Regions from separate parts of the Anser cygnoides genome. Here region 2 is linked to region 1. A link is a contact called in public Hi-C data. All regions are on one chromosome and are shown on one strand. Each heading gives the region's core, a stretch centred on a gene start, on an enhancer-like site or on the middle of the called end of the contact. The rest is flanking DNA. Distances are from core to core; before and after follow the strand shown.

Region 1 (7,922 bases), core at 2,736-5,235:
GCTTTCTCTACAGCCATTTCGCTAAGCCGCTGGGCTAAATTTAGCCTTCGAGAGCGAGAAGCATACTTGATTGCTAAATTCACAACGTTTTGTGTCATGAGGTCAGCAAGTTCCACACAACGAAATTCACGCTCCAGTTTACAAGAAAGCTGAAAGGAGGAAAGCCTTGAGAGTTACACACTTCACTTATACAGCTCCCTGATGACTCTAGGACCAGAATATTATGTGTTTTTTGTTTGTTTGTTTGTTTGTTTTTTTATGTACTGAATGAATAAAGACAAATCACCAACAATTATGAACTGCATAGCAAAGAAAAAGACTTTTTTTTTTTTGGTAAGAACCCTTCATATTGATAAGTAATAACATTAATTGCTATCCACCTCTTATTGTAGCTGGAGAGATCCCTGATAACCAGCCACATTTCTACGAAGAGCAATCACATCTAAATTTGCATCAAATGCTATCTACTCAAAATAAAGTCTTGGGCATTCTATTTTTTAAGGTATTTGTACTTACAGCAAACAATTTCATTAGAAGCTCTTGCTGCTCTTTCACTGACTGACTTGTAGCATTTTCATCAACTTCATAGCCATTTTTTGACAGGTAATCCACGTGGTTGTGAAAAACAATGGAACGCCAGTATTGTTCCTGAAAATGGGAGAAAGATGCATGCTGGAGGTCAGAGGGAGGGTGAAAAAATACAAAGCTCTCACCTCTACACCTAATAATTTACAAAGCGTTTTATCAACTCATTCTTAAACGTTTCTTTCATTTTATAATGACGGGTGAGTGGCAGACAATTCTCTTTAAACACCAATGCCTAGTGAGGAAAAATAGACCACGCTAACATACAAACCCATCCCAACAGTCATCCTCTCTTTAAATTCCATTTCTATTACAGGCTTTCAGCAGGACAAAACCTACATGTTCACCAGATTGCTACCAGTATGAGCTGTTATAGAACAAATTGAATACTTTCTCTTATATTTTCTGTCTCAGAGTGAAATGGAAATATTCCACAATAACTCTGTAACTGCAGGAGTAACGTTTGCGAGACAGGTTGTTCAGGGAAATACTAGTAAGGCCATTAGACCAGACTAGCTCTGTGGCAAAATAACTTACTCAAAACCAATGTCTTTTTATCAGATCTATTAGGAATCACCTGTTTCTTTATAAGAACAATTTACACAGATGTACATATTCCTCTGGGTAAAATACAGTTCCTGATTTGGAAAGGACAAGGGAAAAAAAAAGGATAAAACAAACAAACAACATAGTCCATCAAGTAAACAAAACAAACAAAAAAACAACTTTGAAAGGAATGAGAATGAGTTCATAAAAAAGAATAAAGTATTTGTTATTGAAGCCTTTTCTTCCACACTTGTATCAAGGAGAATCAATTTCAAATAGCATTAAACAGACTCTGAGGCTTATGTTAGAATTTTATGTCCTTTTCTATTTTGTACACTACAGCTGAACCCCACATTAAAAAAAATTAGACTAATAAAATTTGAAAAAGAGATAACAGCTTCCTGGATATTCTTCGCACATACATCTTCAATTAGACTCTGCCTTAAGAAAATATGAAGGCCTATGTTTTCAGAATGATTACTGGGAATACTTAAAACGTCTTTCAAAAAACATCTTCCAGAAAAATGACTGTGCCTAAAAAAAAATAAAATAGGCATCTTCAAGGGGATCTCAGACCGAATCCCCAAATCCTGCACTTCCTCAAATATTAGGCCACTTCCAACTTTTTAAACAAACAAACCAGAGAGAAACTTGATTGCTCAGAAAGAGATTATGTGTAAATACAAACCTTGTGTCAACTCTAAGGACTTTATTTTGTATTCTTCTAGAACCAGTTGGGAAGCAAACCAAACTGAACGGGCTACACCCAAATAACCCCTGAACCCAAATAACCTCCTTAGCCAGGTGCCTTACTCAGAGTTTGCACTACCCTCTTCGTAGTAGAGATGATTAATGGGAATCTTATATAATCCCTACTATGGGGATGTCTAAGACTATCAGCTGTGGACTCAACACCATTCCATACCTCCATCTGTCCCTTTTCTGTTGTAACTTGACAGTAAGGAAGCGTAAAAGGTAATATTGCTACGGCAGGACGTGGGAGCGTAGGAGGGAATCGGGCTCCTTTGCAGGGAATACACCTGTACACAGGAAACAACAAAAAAAACACACACCGTCCTCATCAGCTACAGAGTCACCAGTTGTTCTACATCTAAATCATGTCTCCTAAGAAGCAAGATACTTTAAGAGGATTTGTTCTTTAAAAAGTAGTAATTAAATTACTGACTTAAGTATAGCAATACATTAGATTGTATTATAAAGGGTTATTTTTACATTGCAACCAATAAAAGATTTTAAAACCAGCAGGCACACGCTGCTCTTGTTCACACCAGAAACTCCAAACATGGCACGTAACAGGCACAGGTCTCTATCTCACACAACACACTGTTTAACAGCAATTACAAAATGGAAATGAAGCTTATTAAACTCAGGAACTACTGAAAAACTGAAGGCCACTGGAGAAACAGCAGGCACATCTACCATTTATTCTGATGGGGGTTTTGGACTTCATGAGAACAGTGCTGCGTCCAGGCACACAGAGGGGGGAAAGCTGCACATACACATACTGAAAACACAGTCTGTTTCATTAAACTACTACTCTGGTAACAATCACTAAAGCAAAACGTCGGGGAAGAGCTGTATTTCCAGCAGCACCAAGGAGCACCAACAAAAATGCCTCTTTTTATAGCTTTAAGCTAGTGTTTCAAACGCTAGGAAAAAAAAAAACAGGAAGCATTAGTGTTCTGTGTTGATTACGGCATATGGTGTTTCTACAATAACCCTCCCCCTTCTTATCTTCAATATGCTAGTGGCTTTGAATAAAATGCTCTTTGCAATTCCGAGAGCAGTGTTTTCTTTCTTGGAGTAGAAGGGGGGGAAAAAAATCAAGATGACTGACTCATAGTTGATCATCCCATCAGTGTGACGTGTCCTGTGCATTTTTGGTGAATTTTTGAAAGGCCAACATTACTTAATATTTTGGAGGGAAAAACGGACAGTTAATTGATATTTACTTGTGATATCAAAGTATTTTCTTTCCTGCGTAAAACAGAGGATTTCAAAAAGTGTCACATGAATATAAATAAAACGCAGTCTTCCACCAACACCCAAAATTGTGCATGATTAGCAAAGTAAGAGAGCCCAAATGCCTATAAAACGTAAGCTGACAGCTTCTGAGCTGCTAGGCAAAGGACACGTATCACTGAATAAAGAAGACTACAAACAAAGCTTAGCAACTAACCTGTAACAAGCATCATAGGAGTTAAGAGGAGTAAAGTTATTTAGACATCATCATGGTCCCATTTTGAAGTAATGGCTCACTCTCGGCTAAATATTTATTTGAACACATCAGCACTTTCACAAAATTGTTCTTCATGGCCACAGCATAAATACTAATATAATATCAGATTTTTCTTATTTATCTGTGCCTAGTGATGTAGATTAGTCACAGGATTGTAGTCTTCTCAAATGGGCAGAAGGAAAAAGCATAGGTAGGAAAAAAAAAAAACTAGAAACTTAAGAAATACGTATATACCAACAGCAGAAGCAGAATCCTAACAGCAACTTCAAGTTTTTAGTAGCATTCTCTAGCAAAGTGCAGTCCTTTGAATCTGCCTGCATCAGAGATGTGTGATTTCATAATAAAAAGTGCTCATGCCTGTTAGCCACGGCAAGAAGCCAGTATTAGTCTGTTACACGTTATAAAACCAATGAGTTTATTCAGAACAAATTGACTAATGAAACATCCATGCAGAATTGCATTCATGAACTTGATCAATCACCATGCACATTTACTAGCTACCTGCTTTAGTAATAGTTGTTTGCAGTTTCTCCTACTATGAGGTGTTCTATAAATTACAAGCACAACAAAAGAAGCACTTCTTTTGTGGAATAGCTGACCTGAGCTGCTGGGGGTTTTCGTGGATGCCCACGACCCAATAATGATCAGATTTTCCTTTGCAATGCTCTCTTGTGTTACACACTGGAATCCAAGTGTTCCCGAGTCTTCGGTTCAACATCCGCACAATTCCCTCAGAATCCACGTAACAGGGGGTACCTGTTGGGTACAAATGTAGACAACTGTTCTTGCAGGCAACTAATTATGACGCGAGTAAGTTTGAACTGGTGGATACTGCTGCGAAATGACGTTTTACATAACTCAAAGGCAACAACCCAAACAGTACAACCTAACTGGGAAAAACGAGTTTCCTTAGAAAGATGCGCCACCTTCTGACAGCCAATACCACTGCTACTGACTCACGTCCAAATTTAAGACTTTAAAACATTTTATGAACTCAAATTTCTGTTACTTGGGTAGATCCCAAAGAACGTTAGCCATTTTACAATTACTTTTTTCTAGTTATTATACAAACTCCTCCCAACCTACCAGCTTTTCTGTGGGGACTTGTGCTGAGATAGTTATGTTGAACATGCCAATTATGATGCACTTATGCAGTTTATTTCTTTTTGCTGAGCAGGGCAACTGATCGGGAAATTTAATTCTGGTAATACTCAAGTGTATTCTACTCATAGTGGAAACATATTAAAGATTTCTTATAAATATTCATAAAGAACAGAAAAACAACTTTGTTTAGCATTGAGGAGATTTAGGGGGCGGGGAGGGGAAATCTAGGTCCCAGAATTGCCTTTACTAAGGGGGTGTTAGCTATCCAACCCCCCCTCCAAAAATCACCTAATATCTTCAATATTTCTCAATGTTATTCATACCTTCTGCTGAGAATCCAACCCACGTCAAATAGGACTTCTTTGTAAGAGAAAGAGGGTCTCCATGCAAAACTTGCTTTTTCTTTTTTCCTAGCTCCATCAGCTGTACTCCGAGGCATTGGTCCCCATCAAACCCAGTACCTAGGATGAAGTTGTTCAATGACTACATCAAAAAGCAAAGAATTGTCTTGTCTCTTGGCTAAATTTAAATAAGTTTTGAATCAATAATTAATTCTAAGGCAGCATTATTCATGAATACAACTATCAGACAAGCGACTATTTGTCATTTTGGACATACAAAGCATGCAAAGTAGTTCCTTAATTTCCTGTAGTAATTCATTCTGGCGTATCTGAAACCTAAATTTAATCTATTTATGCTACTGTTACAAAATTCTCCTGTTCCCCACAAGTTAATCTAGGCATCCCAATATAAAACATAGGCTTTGATGTCAGATTCCAAAAAGTTATAGGTTGTGACAGTAAAAGTGTCATCAAGAAGACAAGAAGAAGGAAAAGTAAAACTATTCTGGTGATTATGCACAAATATGAAGTATTTGAAGTATTTGAAGCCAGTAACAGACAAGGACTGAACGAAAGCACAGTTCAAAAAAGACAGAAGGGAGAAAATACCTCTGTGATAAATAACCATCAACTGCTCTCCATGTCCTGCCATGGACACCACAGGACCTGGGAGACTGAAGATCTCTTTCTGAACTCCTCCAGCTGTGAACAGACGAACCAATAAGGCACTAGTGGCACAAGCAGCCCAGCCCTGACCTAGACAGATAGCCTCAATATCTTCGTCCTTTGGCATATCTACCGTCCACTCCTTGTTTGTATCCCATGAGCTAAAATGAATGCAGTGGAGCTTGCTAAAAAAGAGACAAAGAACAGCAGTGAAGTATCACAAGAAGAAAAACACAATATCTGAAAATATATCATGCATTTTAACTACATGAATATATTGTGTTTCTATCAGAGGCCTAGAATCTGTGCCTGTCATAGGAACTGCGTCATCCTACAGATTACGAGTGGTCGTTTGCAAAGCTGTTACGTTATTATTCAAGAACTGAAGAGCCTGCTCAGTCTCCAGCACCGCAGATTTACAGCCTCTAAAGCATGAAGCAGAGACACTTCAGAGGTCTGAGTGGCGATTTTTGGATGGAAACAGATAAGCATCTTGCTTAATTAACATTGCAAGAACTGAAAGTGTTCAGTACCCCTGACAATCAGGCCTGATTGTAAGTCTGTCACATTGTGATATCCTTCAGGAGCAAAAGATTAGGAACTTGGATTCTGCAGTCTTAATGATTGAAAATTGTCTGCAACCAATTTACAGACACCACAGCTTTTCATAGATAACTCAGATGTTTACCTCATTTAGGAAAAAAAAAAAAAAAAAAAAGAAATTTTCAGAGTCAGACAACCAATACATAGAAATAATACTCCTACAGGTAAAGTTTGCTTTTCAAGTTATCATAGTGTTGTATGTGCCAGAATAGGCAGAAAGTTCTTCCTTCAACATATTTCCACAAAAAAAAACAAAAAAACCCACACAATACCGTTCTTAAATACAAGAGCAGAGTAGTCCTGCTGCTTTAAGTTTTCTACTATAGTTTCCTGAACTTGTGTTCTTCACATGATAATTCTTCAGCTAGCTCCAAACATCTTTCCATAGCAACAGCGTGAAAAGAAGTAGCAGAGCCCTTATGATTTATCATTGATCTGAGCTGACTGAAGGACTATTGTTCATGTTTACAATTTCCTTTGAGCTAGCAATGCGTGAACTTTCTAGTATATATACTTGAAAAAAAGGATTTAGAGAAAAACCTCAGGAAACAAAATACATCCTACAATACCTTGAAGTCTACAAGTAGGTGGGTGTGAAAATTCCTCCTCAGAAGTGGTCCCATAAATAAAAAAGCAAGATCAAAAGCCAAAAATCTCCAAAAAAAAAAAAGCAATAAAAGCTGAAATATATGGAACATGCTAAGTGTAATCCCATACTATGGGTTTGACAGAGCAAAGCCGTGACTTACCTTGCAAGTTCCTCTGTGCTTTCACAGGCTAGCAAAATAGCTTCAGTGGAGAGGTCAGCCATGGTGTGATTCAGAGAGTTGGGCAGGTGTGTTGCATGGTGTACGGAGGTATCATGAAATTCGATATCTATAGCATTGTCCTGCTCATCATTGTAACAGCGAATGATGCCAACAGAATTCCAGACCTATTAAAAATAAATAAAAATCACAGTAATAAAAATCAAGCATATTGACTGCCCTAGAACAGCCTCCTATAACCTCCTCTATCAGAAACAACAATAGGTGAGAGACTGGAGGAAGACTGAAGACTTGCAGAGTCAGGACTGGTAGTTTCTAAAACAGCTGAATTAGGCCCAGAATAATTTTGTTCTCATTGCTTAGCCAAATTTCTCGTTGCAGAATTAATCATTAACAACTTGCAGTTATAAAGAAATAATGGGTGATGGATGGAAAAGTCCTAAAAGGACAAAAGTATCCACAAGTTCCAAGCTGAAAAGGAATTTCAAAACAGATTTGTTCAACTTCAATAACACAGGTACAAACTATATTGCTCACTTTAGTCTTGAACCAAATATTTATTTCTACAACAAAAGCAACCTAAACGTATGGCATAAAATTATGCTGTCTGCATTAGCACAAAGCTACTTTTCACCATTTAGTTCACGCTGTGAAGTATTAAAAAAACCACCAGACACATGCAGCTGGAAACGATTAGATTAAGACCCAGCAAAACCAGGACAGTGTTAACAAAGCAACTACATCTATGTGGCAGCACAGCCATGAGATTTACCATGAAACGATGCATGAGATGTGCAGGAGTGGAGCCAGGCTGGAATGGCTTTTGCCTGGGGGTTGGCAACGGCCCATCATAGAAATGCTGTTGTGTAGATGATGCTGGCAAAGCTGGAAAGCCACCAGTCTGATCATCATCGTCATCATCCTTTTCAAGAAGATTGCAATTAGCTTTTATCATCCCAATATCTAAAAGTTTAAAATACAAAAATACATTTATGTATTACATCTTCCAAGTATTACGGCAGAAAATAGGTTAAAAAAACACCCACAAAA
Region 2 (7,922 bases), core at 2,761-5,260, 44 kb before region 1:
AGTTTTTGGCTTCCCAAGCCTCATCCCTGGACATTCATGCAGTGTCCCTGTCCCCCTTGGCTGCAAGCAGGAGGTGCAGCACAGCATCTCCCCTCAGCTCCTCGACCACCCGCAGCAGGAGGACGCTGTAGGTGCTCTCCAGGGACCTCCAGGATGGCTGGCACCCTGCCACGGTGTCCCTGCAGGGGACTAACATCATTCGTGAGGAAAAGACCTGCAAATATGGGCTTATTCAGGTCGTGTGAGCGCCTCATCCGCTTCTCCCTGGAAGAAACTCCCAGCAAAACCCTGCTGAGCCCGACCAGGAGGCCGAGCACCCAGCAGCATGTCCTCAAGCTCCTTCCATCTAAAGATGCTCCTGGGCAGTGCAGGAGGGGCCACCCCAGGAGGGAAAGCCTCACGGAGGTGTTGGATCCCACCCGAATTACCCTGCCCGGGAGAGCAGCACGCGGGGATCAGCACCCTCCGACCACACTGCGCCTCGCCCGCTCAAAGCGGCTAAGAAAAGCGTCACCTAAAACCCAGCGAAATGCTTTTTCCTTCCACAAACAGTCTGACTTTCCACGTACGTGCGTCTGCAGTTTGGGTTTCAAAGCACGTGTTTGTTGCGCTAATATTGAATGAAAAGGGGAAGAAAAAAAAAAAAAGGGTGGAAAATTGGAGCTGGACGGGCTGAAAGGGCTCCAAGGGAAGTCTGCAGCAGCCGTGCGGTTAGGGAAAGTCGCAGGGCCCGCTGACGGGCTAACTGGAAACAGGCTTAAAAAAGGAAAGGCCGGGGAAGAAACGTTTCCATGCTGTCAGGAGATGTTGATGCGGATCCGTCCCAGCTTTACCAGCCTGGGCTCGGGGATTACGCCACGCTTGAGCCAATTCCAGCCAGCAAGCTGGGGCAGTCGGGCTCACGCAGGCTGTGGTTTCTCACAGCCCAGCCCCTCGGAGCTGGTGGAGCAGCTGCTGGGCTGCCCCAGGCTGCGTGGCGTCCCAGGCACGTCTCACAGCAGTGTGCTGTCACCTCTGTGGGACACACAAGGCCCTCGTTCTTCTTAACAGGGTCTTTTCTGAGCCTACCGAGAAGGCAGATGAGATGCAGCCTGCTCCTGTCCTCCCGGCGTGTCCTGAGCACAGCCTCCCCGTGCAGGTGCAAAGCGCTCCGATTTACCACCGAGGGGAACAATCAACCCATCGCAGGCGGTAGGCAGGGATTTCCCATTACAGGAACGTTTAATCTGGGTGGAGAGGGCTTTATGAGACGAGGCCCTTGAGTTGGAGGAAATAATTAATTCCCCAAGGCGACTGGCTGGGGGATAACCGGGGGCTGCCTTCGAGCAAGGAACCCGCTCCCAACGCCCACCAAATCCCTGCCCTCTCCAGCAGCACGGGGCTCGCAGCCGGGGACACGAGGGCTTTGCAAGCTCATCGTGGCCTCTGTCACCCCCTCGTGATGGGAGGGCGATGCCACTGGATGCCAAACCTCAATGGGGAAGGAACACCAGAACCGGGGGCTGCGGGGGGCCGGTTGCAGCTTTGTGCAGCCCAGCCCCATCCAGCTGTGGTGGCGGAGACGTTTGGCAGCGCTTTCAGAGCCAGGCGAGGAGCGACTTCACCAGCAGGCTCAGCAGTGTCCCCGAGCTATTTTTATTTGCCTGCCTGCCAGCCAAGGGATCTGCAAATAGCTCTGTAACGTAAGGCTGGCACCGGCACCCTCGGGCGCTGGATCTGCCCTTGGATCCCCGCGCGCACGCTGCACTTTGGGGTCCTGGCGTGGGCTGGAGCCCCAGGGCAGCCTCCCATCAGCTGCAGGACCCCGGCACCCCACGGCACGCAGCTTGCAGGACTGCCAGGGGAAGGTTTATTTAGGGCTTGATGCTAAAAACCAGTGCCTGACACAACAAAGGCTCTGCCATGCGTTATTACAGGTGTGTCAAGGTGCTCTGCCCCCTCCCTGGCTCCCCACTTTCTCTTTGAAGCCTGCGCTTCCTGAGCGCCCTTCACCCCGCACCTTCACCTGCTGCTATTATCTTTCACCGCGCTGCCGACAGCTCACGTACGGACTCATTTCTTTTTTTAAGTAGCTCATCCAGCCGTGTTAGGCACCTGGCTTTGCACAGAGACGGGAGCACACTGCAGAAAGCATTTGGGGTCACGCAGGCAGTGCCAGGACATGGCCTTGCATGGCCACGGCACCACTCAAAGACCCTATAGCACCCCAGCCCTCCGACCCTGCTTTCAGCCAAAACCAAAGTCTCTGGCTGTAAGGACTGTAATGAAAGCCTGCCACATGCAAGCCTTATGGAGCCATACAGCCTTAAATCCATACTATATCAGTCTCTATATCTATAGGTCTCATTGGCAGGGTCTGCAGCCTTACAAAGATGAGGCCGCTCCTCTGCGCATCCCAGCAAGGCACCTGGTGAGCGAGGCTTACACAAGTCTATCGCGGACCCATCCCTGCCCAATTTGGGGGTCAAGCATCCCTCTCCCTGCGGCAAGCAGTGGGAGATGCCCACGGCTCTGCCCCTGCTTAGGAAGGGGCTGAAAGCCAGGCGCAGGCAGAGCAGGGCCTGATGCTGCACCGGCGGGCAGCGTTTGCAGCGTGGGTGCCTGCAGGAGCAAAGCAGCATTCCCCTTCTTGCCTCTAAGAAAACACCCTGCTGCGCTATCCTGTTCGGAGAACAAATTGCCCAGCTCAGCCAGAATTCCCACTTTTATACAGAGATTTTTGACCAATTTTAATAAAATGGAAGATCATCCCGGCAGCTTAGCCCCCTGCTTTTTGAGAGTCCACCGCCGCCTCCAGCCCTGCGCAGGGGCTCCCGATGCAGCATCGCCCCGCGGTGGGGCTGGGTGCCCCCATCCCACCCTTGTCCCCCTGCCTGGCTTCGGGCAAGCCCGAGGCCTCGCAGCCGCCCCAAAAATTGCTTCCAGCCCCGTGAAAGCTCTCACTCCTCTCCTGCGAGAGCTCCAGGCCGGGCTCAGCAGAGGGAGCCACAGACTGTGCGTGCCCGGCTGCGGCTGGGGCGCTGCCACCCAGCCAGGGCCTCTTGCCCTGTTGCTCCTCTTGCTCCTCGGGGTGTAAATGAGCATGGCCCGAGCATCGCCGAGCTGAAGAACAGGATCTCTGCGACCAGCTGTCATTCCCACTGCTGCCGCTTTCCTGCAAAACCCTGCCCTGTCTGAGTTTCTTCTTTCCTCCATTCTCATTGATCCCACATGGTAGCAGTCACTGCCCCCCCAGTTTCACCTCCCCAGTGACAAGCAGTGGGGACAACCGGAGCAGGAGGCTCCCGGCCAGGTGTGCAGGGGCCTCAGCGGTGCACAGCCAGGGCTGACACCCCCACGGAGCTCGGATCCAGGTCCCCGTGGGAAGGGTTGATGCAGGGCTAAGGCTGTAACCCTGCACAGCCTGAAAAGCAAGCGGAGATCCTGCAGGCCCTAACTGCATCCCGCAGGTACATCACAACAGTGACACCAACAGGACAGGTGTTGGAGGCAATGTTTTTTTTGTCTCCTGGTAATTAGCATATCCCCGGACCACAAAACTGGTGATTTTTATGGCTAGAGCAGGAGGAGCATGCTAAGGATGAACTCTGCCTCCTGCAGCAGGTGAAAGCCACCGGTCTTTTATATCATCGGTTTTAATATAAAGATAACACCCCGCCTCCCCAGCCTTTCCTTGACTAAAGTGTAATAGCCTTGCTAACGCTGGGTGCTGATTACATCATTTTTGCAGGAAATACAGAACCCTTTTCCCATGCATGGATCTGCTGCAGGGTGTGCTGACACCTGCACCAGGACCTTGGTCCCCAGCTCCTGCAGCTCCCAGCACTGTTCTTGTACCCTGAAAGGGGTTTGGGTGCACACGGGTGATGGAGAAATGGGGAGAGGGTTGGAAAAAGAGCCCCTGGGCAATCTCAAGTGCCTCCCTGGTGCGGAGGGGACAAAGCCAGACAGCCCCACTGCTCTGTCACTCGTGGAGGCTAGGCAGAGGGAACCCCCGCAGGAATTGCTGCCTTGCTGGCATTAGGACAGCCCAGGGAAAAGAAGTAAGACTCTGGTTTGCCTTAGCACTTTTAAAACAGTTTAATAAATAGGCCTGTGTAGCTCAATGACTCTTATGGCAGGGTTTTAACCTTCGCTTTCCTGTTGCAATTGGAGCAGCGGTGCAGAGAGGAGACGCGGTAGGTACACTCTGCCTCCCCTGCAACACTCCACCACCAAGCACACACTAAAAGCTGTTAAAAATAATCCTTGCTATGATATCCTTCGGGTTATTTCAGCAAAATTTGTTTTGAATACTGTGCACAATGATTTGTTTGATGTCCCTCTTACCAGCCCAGACCAAGACTTATTAAAAAGGGCTTTAATCTTTTATATCCTCTTGATTACCAAACCATGACTGCAACTTTAAATACAACTGGAAGGCAAGCTTTTCATAAAGGTTATTTCCAGGAGTTCAGCAGAAGGGCTTAGCTAAAGCTCAAAGGGCAGAGCTGACTGCAGAGTCTTTCCCAACACCGATAACTCGATAGAGACAGCAGGGGCAGAAACCAGAGGCCAGGTAATGAGCAATTTGAGCTCATTAAGCAACCATGGGCTGCTGGAAGGTTGCCTGGAAGGTTGCGACGGCTACATAAAGCCTCCAGGATTATCAGGGCCCTCAACTGCAGCCTAGGAAGAGAGATTTTTGGCTAGGAAGAGCGTCTTCTGACTCCACATCTCACATCCACAGGCAGCAGGATCCCATGTTCACCACCTGTGTGACCAACCTTGGTCACCAGCAGCTGCTGGTTGCACACAAGAGGATGCTTTGAGGAAGAAGCATTTGGACTTGTAGATTTTCTACATTCTCTTGCAAAGCACAGGTGGGTTGAGAGCACAAAGGCAGCGTGAGGTCCAGCCCCATGCAGGGCTGGGCAGGAGCTGCACTGGAGCTCAGAGGATGCACCTAGCCAGGAAGCGGGGATACGTAAGGACACTGACACGACAAGGACAGGCTCCTAGCTCTTTGCTGCAGGGACTAATTGCCTCCTGGCTGAGAGAAGTTACCTGCACCAAAACACAACGTCTGCACCTGAAAGCGAAAGGCAAAGCAAGGGGACCCAGGAGCCGTGCCCAGGAGCTGGGGCGGTGAATCAGGGACAAGCGACGCTGCGTCACGTGCGGAAGAGATGACTGAAAACACTGGAAAGAAAATCAAGGTGAAAGTACAAACACAAAAGGAGCTGCTTGTATGGGTGGCAATCAAAAACACCTGAGAAGCATCCATTTCCTGAAGGTTACCATTGAACATTATCAGGAAATGAATGCAGCCTGTGCTAAGAGATGGGATCTCCTGGGGTGGGGTAGTTTAGGGACAGGAGTTTGTCATTTTTGTAACAGAGCTTGGTTCTCCTACAGCTTTGGTTCTTAGCACTCTCATCAGGTTTTTTGAGCTGTAAACACTCCCAAGGCGAGTATTTTTTCACCTCAAAGAAAACAGATTTTTCACATGATTACAAAAGCAGGGAGGTTCCTTTCAAATCCCACACCTAAAAAAAAAAAGCAGGGAATAGAAAACTTCTTGCAGAAGCATCTGTTTTGGCAGAAAGGCTGTTTCCCACCATAATCACCAGCTTTAACATACAGCCATGAGAAAAGCAGAAGCAGCTCAGCTTTACAACAAAGACAATTCATAAAAGTGCTCTGAGGCTTCCCAGGAGAGCCATGTCCAAACAGCACAGTCCGTTTAGAAAAAAAAACACGAGACCGGAGGGGGCTTTCATTCATTATTCCTTGTCCATTTGTGACTGCCGCGAAGTTCACCCACACAGCATGCTGCACCCAGCACATTCCCCATCCCTGCCTGCAGCCCCAAAATTTCTCTGGCTGCCTTTTCCCCAGCCTGGCCTGTTTCATCTTGTGCTTTGACACAGAGACGTAGATAAGAGATTAGCAAAGTGACTGCTAACTTTTATACAGGCATTTCATTTCTTCTTCCTCTTATTTTCTCATCCAGGCTGCAGGTGAGCCCAAGAAGCACTCCCCTCCAGAGGGGGGCAGCTTTTAGGACACGCTCACCTGCTGGTGCAGCCACAGCTCCAACCGCAGCAGACACCATCTCATCCCCTGAAACTGCCTGGTGACATAAAAGAGCAAGAGTTAAGCGTGAAGGGACCTCAAAAGGACGCTTGGGAGCAGCCCCTGCTTCCTCCCTTCCTTGCTCCAAGATATTTGCTGCTGCTTCCTATGACACTGAAGATGAGAACAAGAAAAGTTGCACCGTCTTGGAGAATTATTTTTTTTTTGGTGCCCTGCCAGCAACCAGGGACAACTGCTGTTTCAGAAGAGCAGCTGAGCACCTCATCACAGGGCTGGAGCACTTGCAAGCACAGAAACTCCCCCACCCGCTTCCTTGCGCGATGCCATCGCCTTTCAGAGCCACCAAGGACGCTACCACTCCAAAGGATAATACTGTGCTTTAATGTTTTAGAGGCAACGGACACTTAACGTGATACAAGAGTAGGCTGTACGAACTATACATATATACACACTAGTTGTAGTTAAAGCTCATGTATTTGACCAATATTAACGTTCCCAAAAAATGCACCAAGTCTTACAACAAATATGTGAACAAAATCCAAGGCCACGAGTAGAGAGGTATGTTTTAAGGACTACAGGTCACATGGAAATAAAAAACAGCGGTGGTGCAATATGAACTTTATCCTGAATAGAGATAAGTGGTTAAAACACAAACTTTTCACTACCTCAGGAGTAAGAACGTGTTTTACAGAGACTCAGTTTTCAAGCAACTGAAGCGAGCAGAGGGAAACAGTTGTGTGCACCTCTTTGGTCCTCAAACTCACCTCCCAGCTGTTGAGCTAAAAAGGAGTTTTACTCTGAACTTCAGGCAAGAAGGACTTAAGGCTTTTCAGCTGAATATTTGAAACCAAGACTGAACTGAAAAGCGGCAATAACTGCTCTCAATCATTTAAGGAGAATGAAAGCCATAGAGTTAGTGTATTTTATAAGTGTGCAACACACAGCTTGTTCATGCTAGCAGACAAGCTTCTGTAGCACCTAACAGAATCCAAGATAGAGAATATTATAAAACATCTGTCCAATAACCCTGTGAAGATGGCCAAGGTAAAGCTACTATATTAAACACAGGAGGCTATTGGCAAGAAGTGAGGGTAGTTACAGTAATAAATTGGGGTGTTTGTGTTGTTTTGTTTTTTTTTTTTAAGCCTGTCTTATTTGTGCTCTTTAAAGTTCTTCAGGCTCAATGGAAATTTGACCTGGCTTGATTTTCATTGTTTCCCCGCAAGGGTTGTGTGACAGGCAGGAATGCATACAAGTTGGTAAGACACAGCTTGCCAGACAAGGAACTGCCTTTTAGGTTTAGCACAGAGAACATCTTGGATTCATATTCAGCATAGCTAGTGTGACTATGGGAACCTGCGCTGTGGGCATCTGACACCCTGGCTGACATTTCCTTTGTTAAGTTTTGCCTCCTGTGCTTAGTTTGAGAAGGGTGGTTTTCATTTGTGCATCATGTTTTCCCAATTAAGAGTTACAAAACTCCCATTAAAATTGTAACAAAGTAGAAGAAGTTCAGCCAAGTCCAGCTGACTGAAACTTTTTGTACCAATACTGCCACATACAGAGGTTGCCACATAGACAGAAAATTGTGGTCTAATTCATTTTCATGGGCATGGAAATGCTTTTCTCAATTGCTCTTATGAAATAAGTTGTCATCTCAGTTTACCTTGGCCTGGAATGACCTGCCAACAGGCAGAAGTACAATGTGCTGCGTTCAGGATTTCAGTGCCCACCTTTGGTCCAATGTGGAAGAGATGCAAATCTTGAAATGCTTGAAAAAAACCTTCATTTTCAGATCAGACTAGATCTAGTTTCTTAGTCTAGCTCATGGAAATCCAAGAAGG

What was found. A called contact is a pair of places that touch in the nucleus more often than the background predicts.
Region 2: a contact with region 1 is called in a Hi-C map of liver, with 5 times the contacts expected there. The contact joins two enhancer-like sites. A contact is called at or near these places in 4 of 7 Hi-C or Micro-C datasets (fetal liver and liver).

What each region holds. Positions count from the first base shown.
Region 1 is chr5:62,859,139-62,867,060 of Taihu_goose_T2T_genome, reverse strand. WDHD1 (WD repeat and HMG-box DNA binding protein 1) reads right to left here. Exons shown (of 26, transcript XM_066998604.1): 12 at 7,645-7,835; 13 at 6,855-7,039; 14 at 5,446-5,687; 15 at 4,819-4,956; 16 at 3,991-4,147; 17 at 2,057-2,171; 18 at 517-648; 19 at 1-149. Among named protein-coding and RNA genes, the nearest start is that of TRNAG-UCC, 6.0 kb to the right of the region's middle. Within about 2 kb of position 3,985, at least 1 of the 3 cell types and tissues checked has open chromatin away from gene starts, as enhancers often do. A contact at or near this core is called in liver, where this site is marked.
Region 2 is chr5:62,903,094-62,911,015 of Taihu_goose_T2T_genome, reverse strand. GCH1 (GTP cyclohydrolase 1) reads right to left here. Exons shown (of 6, transcript XM_048066252.2): 6 at 6,437-7,922. Among named protein-coding and RNA genes, the nearest start is that of GCH1, 23 kb to the right of the region's middle. Within about 2 kb of position 4,010, at least 2 of the 3 cell types and tissues checked have open chromatin away from gene starts, as enhancers often do. A contact at or near this core is called in liver, where this site is marked.